2 separate regions of the Sus scrofa genome follow, and region 1 is linked to region 2. Evidence: chromatin contacts called from public HiChIP or PLAC-seq data. All regions are on one chromosome and are shown on one strand. The core of a region is the stretch at or near the end of the contact, and the rest is flanking DNA. Distances in the headings are between cores, read along the strand shown. Region 1 holds the start of CTTNBP2NL (CTTNBP2 N-terminal-like protein). Region 2 overlaps ST7L (suppressor of tumorigenicity 7 protein-like).

The links. HiChIP or PLAC-seq counts read pairs in DNA pulled down with a chosen protein or histone mark.
Region 1: a contact with region 2 is called in an H3K27ac HiChIP or PLAC-seq map of alveolar macrophages, with 10 times the contacts expected there. The contact joins the promoter of CTTNBP2NL here to the enhancer-like site in region 2. A contact is called at or near these places in 4 of 5 promoter capture datasets (fetal liver, fetal skeletal muscle, liver and 1 more), 34 of 47 Hi-C or Micro-C datasets (adipocytes, adipose tissue, alveolar macrophages and 18 more) and 2 of 2 datasets of contacts at active chromatin or transcription factors (alveolar macrophages and skeletal muscle).

Annotation. Positions count from the first base shown.
Region 1 is chr4:108,011,418-108,014,117 of Sscrofa11.1, forward strand. It overlaps CTTNBP2NL (CTTNBP2 N-terminal-like protein), which reads right to left and starts at 1,347. Exons shown (of 6, transcript XM_003125850.4): 1 at 129-1,347.
Region 2 is chr4:107,951,390-107,954,089 of Sscrofa11.1, forward strand. The region is part of intron 14 of ST7L (suppressor of tumorigenicity 7 protein-like); the gene reads left to right. Among named protein-coding and RNA genes, the nearest start is that of WNT2B, 29 kb to the left of the region's middle. Within about 2 kb of position 1,257, at least 34 of the 83 cell types and tissues checked have an H3K27ac peak or open chromatin away from gene starts, as enhancers often do. A contact at or near this core is called in adipose tissue, alveolar macrophages, embryonic fibroblasts and 6 more, where this site is marked.

The DNA.
Region 1 (2,700 bases), core at 97-2,596, 60 kb after region 2:
CCCTCAAGGGATGGGCGCGAGTGGCATTTGGGACGGTGGCGGGAGGACTCCAGTGGTCCTACCCTTGCTCTTCTCTCGAGAATCCGGACTCCCAGCCACCGCCAAGCCCCAGCACCAGTGGCTCCTACCTTTTCCCTGCGCTCTGGACTCGGCTCCCGGCCGCCTCCGCCAGCCGCTGCATCCACTGCCCCCGGAGGCCCCGCCCCTCAACCGCCAGGCGGGGGCATTGGCATTCCGCAGGGCCAGTCGTCTCCTCGTCTCTTCAGCCCCCGCACCAATCCGAGTCGGCTGGAGGCGGGGCTTCTCCAATGTCATTTACGCTCCTCCCGGGGCCCCTGGATCCCTTTTGTTTGGGGAGAGCCAAGCTGGGATTGAGTGCGCGTCATTTCCGGGAGGAAGCGCCGTTCTCCGGCCGGGGCTCCCGGGTGGGCTCGCGCCTCTCCCCGCCGGGCTTCTGCAACTTTCCTCCTTCGATGCGGCTCCTGAACAGGACTGTGGCTAGTGTTTACCGTCGTGGTACGGGAAGCTTAGGAAAGGCCGGTTTCCGGTGCCCTGATTGATCGGGCATATTAATGTTTCATTTCATCCAAAATGTTAATAAGTGAAGTGTGCTTTAGTGTCTATTTTAGAAATAATTGTTGAAAACCTGGTAACATGGCTTGCCTGCTCTTTTTTTCCTTGGATGAGCTTCTGCTAGAAGCAAGGACGCAAAGATGCAAAACCCGGAGGACCATCCCCCCCACTTCTCTTTTCACATTACTTTTAGAAGAGAATAGTAGCTCTGGACCCCTCCGGGCGGGGAGCCGGGACACGGGTGGCTCCGGAAGAGCACAAACCCGGCCCGACCTGCCTTCCAGGTGGGGGTGGAACGAATAAAATCTGGTTGTCTAGGTTTTCTTGTGTCCCTGGCCCCAGTACACCCCGGGCTAGGGCTTTTGCAGTGGCGTTGGGACAAAGAACAGTAGAGGATGCAAGGAATGTCTGTCCCTTGCGAACACAGAAATGCAGATCTTGCTGGTGGCAGCAAGCCCTACCAGGACCAAATAATCCAGAGAGGGGAGAGGATGCATCCCTTCCTGAGGTCAAGGTTTCTGGATTCATTTTCCACTTCACAGATTGATTCAATGACCTGTTATTTTTAGGTATAATGTAATAAATACTTACAATATGATGCATAAATAGTGTAAATTTTAATAATATTATTCTAATCTTCACAGTTCTTATTAAGCAAAACAGTATTAGGGGTCAGGTACTCACCCAGGCAGACTGCTTCAAGCCAGATGCAGCCCTGTCCTCAAGCAGTTTACAGTCTAGTGGAGGGATGTGGTCAGTCTGTGTGATCAAGAGGGAAGACTGAAGAAAATAAACCAATATTAGTGTCATCACTGTGCCAGTTACTTTCACATAATGGTATCTTATTTAATCTTCACTACCATATGAAAAATATTTCCTAACCTGTAAGATAGATAGCACTCTGTCCATTTTACAGATGAGATAATAGAGATTCAGAGAAATCAAGTAAAGCCATAGAGGTAGTAAATGGTAAATAATTTCCAACAAGGATCAGTGAACTATGCTACATTCTGCACATCTGCTCCTATAAGGAGGACTGGTCCAGAGAGTGGATGGCTAAAAACAGCATTGGAGACAGAAAAAAGCTCCTTCCCTCCCCCTGTTGACTGTAGGCTTGAGAGGATCATCTCTATATAAGAAGGACAAAAAGACCGTACTGAGGTGCTCAACAGCAGCCCAAGTGCTTTTGAAGTAACAAAGTAGGATGTAGAGAACTTCAGAAGAGCATCATTCTCCGTATGCAGGAGACTGACAATCTGAAAGGCAAGATGAAGGGCCAGGAACACAGTAGGTGCTCAATACATACTGACTTCACTTGAAACAAAATGTCCGGAATGGTTAAAAACAGAGTTTAAGTGCTGGACTAGGCCCACGAATTTGAAAAATCCCATTTCCTCCTCCTCCCCTTTGCCCTGCGTTATGGGTGTGCAATGAGGAAGTGCTTCATTGCCTGACAATGAGGCAGATGTGGGAGAACAGGCTATTTTCTGCTGGCTTCTGAGTGAGTCACTCTAAGTTGTCCCAGTGAATCAGCTCCTCCCTCCTGCCCCTCCTTCCCTTTGTTAACCTACCACCACCCAGCTCTACTCCCAGGCTGACCTGGTGCCTACTTCCTTTATAGCAGCTCCCTTGACTCCCTGAGCTCCCACATGTCCATTCCTGAGTGTGGGAGGACCCAGCCAAAATGAGATCATCCTTGCTTTGTCGGATTCAGTGTCCTAAGGGTATTCAGATTGCTCTCCTTTTAATTTATCACCTCTGGAGCTGGTGAAAGAAGCAGGTCTTGTGAACTTGAAGTTTTGTGATGCTTCAAATATATAAAATGTGTGCATAAATTTAGAGTGTGGTACAAAGGTGTACACAGAGGTTGAAAGTGGGTTTGTAATATTTTAAATTTGTATAACAACATATCATTTTAAACATACCATTTGAATTTAATTTTTAAAAATGGAGGAGTTCCCGTCGTGGCGCAGTGGTTAACGAATCCGACTAGGAACCGTGAGGTTGCGGGTTCGGTCCCTGCCCTTGCTCAGTGGGTTAACGATCTGGCATTGTTGTGAGCTGTGGTGTAGGTTGCAGACGCGGCCCCCCCCGCGTTGCTGTGGCTCTGGCGTAGGCCGGTGGCTA
Region 2 (2,700 bases), core at 7-2,506:
ACGCGTTCCATAGACAGAGTGTGGGTGGTCTCAAAAGGCTTGGGAGCAGCCTCCTGCTTTTCTTATAGTTCACATAATACCGTGTTTGCTACAGGCTCTCCTACCAGCACTTACGGCCCCTAAAGCCCTTAACTGCCTCCAGTGAGTGGCACCTGGTAGGAGCTATTGGATGGATGTTTGAATGGCTGACATCTCCTTGTTTTCCTCCCAGAGTGCTGGCTCTTGCTCACTTACTTGGTTTACTAAGGGTTGTTGTGTTTTGTTCGCTGTGCCTGAGGCACGTGGAAGTTTTTTTTTTTCTTTTAATGGTTTTTTTCCCCATTATAGTTGGTTTACAGTGTTCTGTCAGTTTTCTACTGTACAGCAAAGCGACCCAGTAATACACACACATACACATTCTTCTTATCACATTATCCTCCATCAAGCTCCATCACAAGTGACTAGATATAGTTTCCAGTGATAAACAGCAGGACATAGAAGTTTAACTGCACCACAGCAGTGACAATGTCAGATCCTTAACCACTGTGTCACCAGGGAACTCCAAATCTTTTTTCTTTAAAGGAGCATCAACAGTATAGGAGGAGCAAGATATTTTTGGAGCATAATTAAGTGGACGAATGAATAAATAAATGTTGATAGACTCCTGTGTAACAAATAGTTATGGATCACCTACCATTTGTTGGGTACGTTCTAGGAGCTCCCTAATAGCTCCTAGTAGCTATCACTTGCTGGGTGCTTACTCATGCCCTGACTAGTTTGGAGTCTTAGATTTGCTCAGTTAAGACTCAAAACAACCCTGTGAGGTGGTTTCTGTTTGTTATTCCTCCCCGTCTACTAGTTTGGACTTCCATCCCTAAGGCAGGGACTGTGGCTCTGCCTACCCATCAGGGGAGGGGACCTGGGGAGGGGACGCATCCCTGCCCGCTGCTGCGAAGCGGGTCTCTTCCAGACCGCTGACCGACCTTTCCCCGGGGAGGTGGGTGTGCGCTGGACCTCGGTGCAGAGAATCACAGTGACCGAAACACCAGGGGGCGCCAGCAATTCAGTTTTCCGACGAAGGGCGGGGCGGCCCGCGGCAGCCTCACCAGCTTCGCTTCTAGACGCGCTTCCCTCAGGCCAGACTCTTTTCGCCCGCCCACTGCTCCATTCCACAAAGGCTGCAAATAATCCGCCGCCGACTACTCACCAAGTACCAGGCACTTGCCTGTTTTATCTCATTTAATTCTCACAAAATCGTAAGAGGGAGGGTCTCCTATCTTCATTGCAGATGCTGAAATGAAGGCTAGCAAGGTTGATTTGCCCCAGGTTACGCAGAGAATGGCAAAGTCCTTGTTTTGAACGACTTTTCTTGCTTCTACTTTTGCATCACCATGTCCCACATATACATCGACTCTCAACACAAACCAGTATCCTTCCTCCCTCTCTGTACTTAAATCCAGTGTCTCTTGAGCCACACGATTTCCCTGCTCTGCTGAACTTCTTAGGCACTTGGGGCCCCATTTCCCCCATTTGGGGCACCTGCTGCATCATGCCCAGCACTGCCCCAAGATGTCACATATGCAAGGCTTGTTCCCCCATCAGAGTGAAAATTCCAGCCTTTAGCATGAAGCTTCACACAGACTCAGTGCTTAATAAACACATGTTGAATAAGTGACAGGCACAGCAAATGTGTGTGTGTGCATGGTCAATATAGCCTAGGGGCTGCACAGAGCCAGCAACAACAAATACACATTGAAAATGAGAAATTCAGTAGTTTAACATTTCTAGTTTTGTTCTGCTTCCTTTATGTTTGTATCCAGAGGGGACTGCAAACTCTCAGAAGGTAAGGATGAGGAATGTGGGCATGAGTGGGGGTGGGGTATTGGGGGAAACCCAGGAGGCACAGGGCAGGGAGCAGAGCTTTCCCATGGTGAGAATAAGGCTCACATAGAGAAGAGAGAGAGAGCAATGCCAAGATCTGAGTTAGAGCAGAAGGAAAATGAGCCCTGAATAGGAGCCTTGTGTGTGGCCCTGTGGTGCTGACTCACCAAGACTCAGAAGAAAACATACTAGGGTTGAAGAAGGGGCCTGTATGCTGTGGCCACCACCCTGAGGACACCCCGAGGCCAGACGGTCCTGAAAGGCTTTGATTTGAGCTAGGTGGGCTGGGGAAGCGGAGGAGTCAGGGATGGGAACTGCAGAGTAGGGAGATGATCTCTTGAGAATGTGGAAGACCTCTCCTGGAAGAGCTATGGATTTGCGTTGAGGAGGGTTAGGCGGAGATGGAGGAGGAGGCTCTCCGCATGCATTCAGCTGCCCCCTCCCCCCCACCAGGTGTGGCAGGTCAGACTGACAAGCAGGGAGGGATAGATGCTCGTGGCTTCAGTGGCTTCTTCCCCACCCTTGAGGAGCAATCCATGTTTATGAGTAAGTGCTTCCTGGACTTGGTGCTGCAGATGGAGGCACAGTCTGGGAGTAGATGTCCCACAATCCTCTCCACCCCCAGCCTCACCTCAACTGTCAAACCAGTTCAGAGACAGGAGGACAGGCAACCAGCACCGCAGGCAGGCAGCCCTAGGCCAGCAGGAAGAGGGCAAGGCCTGGAATATGGAGCAGCCCAGGTGAACATGGTCACAGGTTAGCAAGCAGGTGAGTGCCCAAGGGAGCAGCCTGGGCTCTGTTAGGAATTCTGGTCCCAGGTCAGCTCAGGAAGGAGTAGGC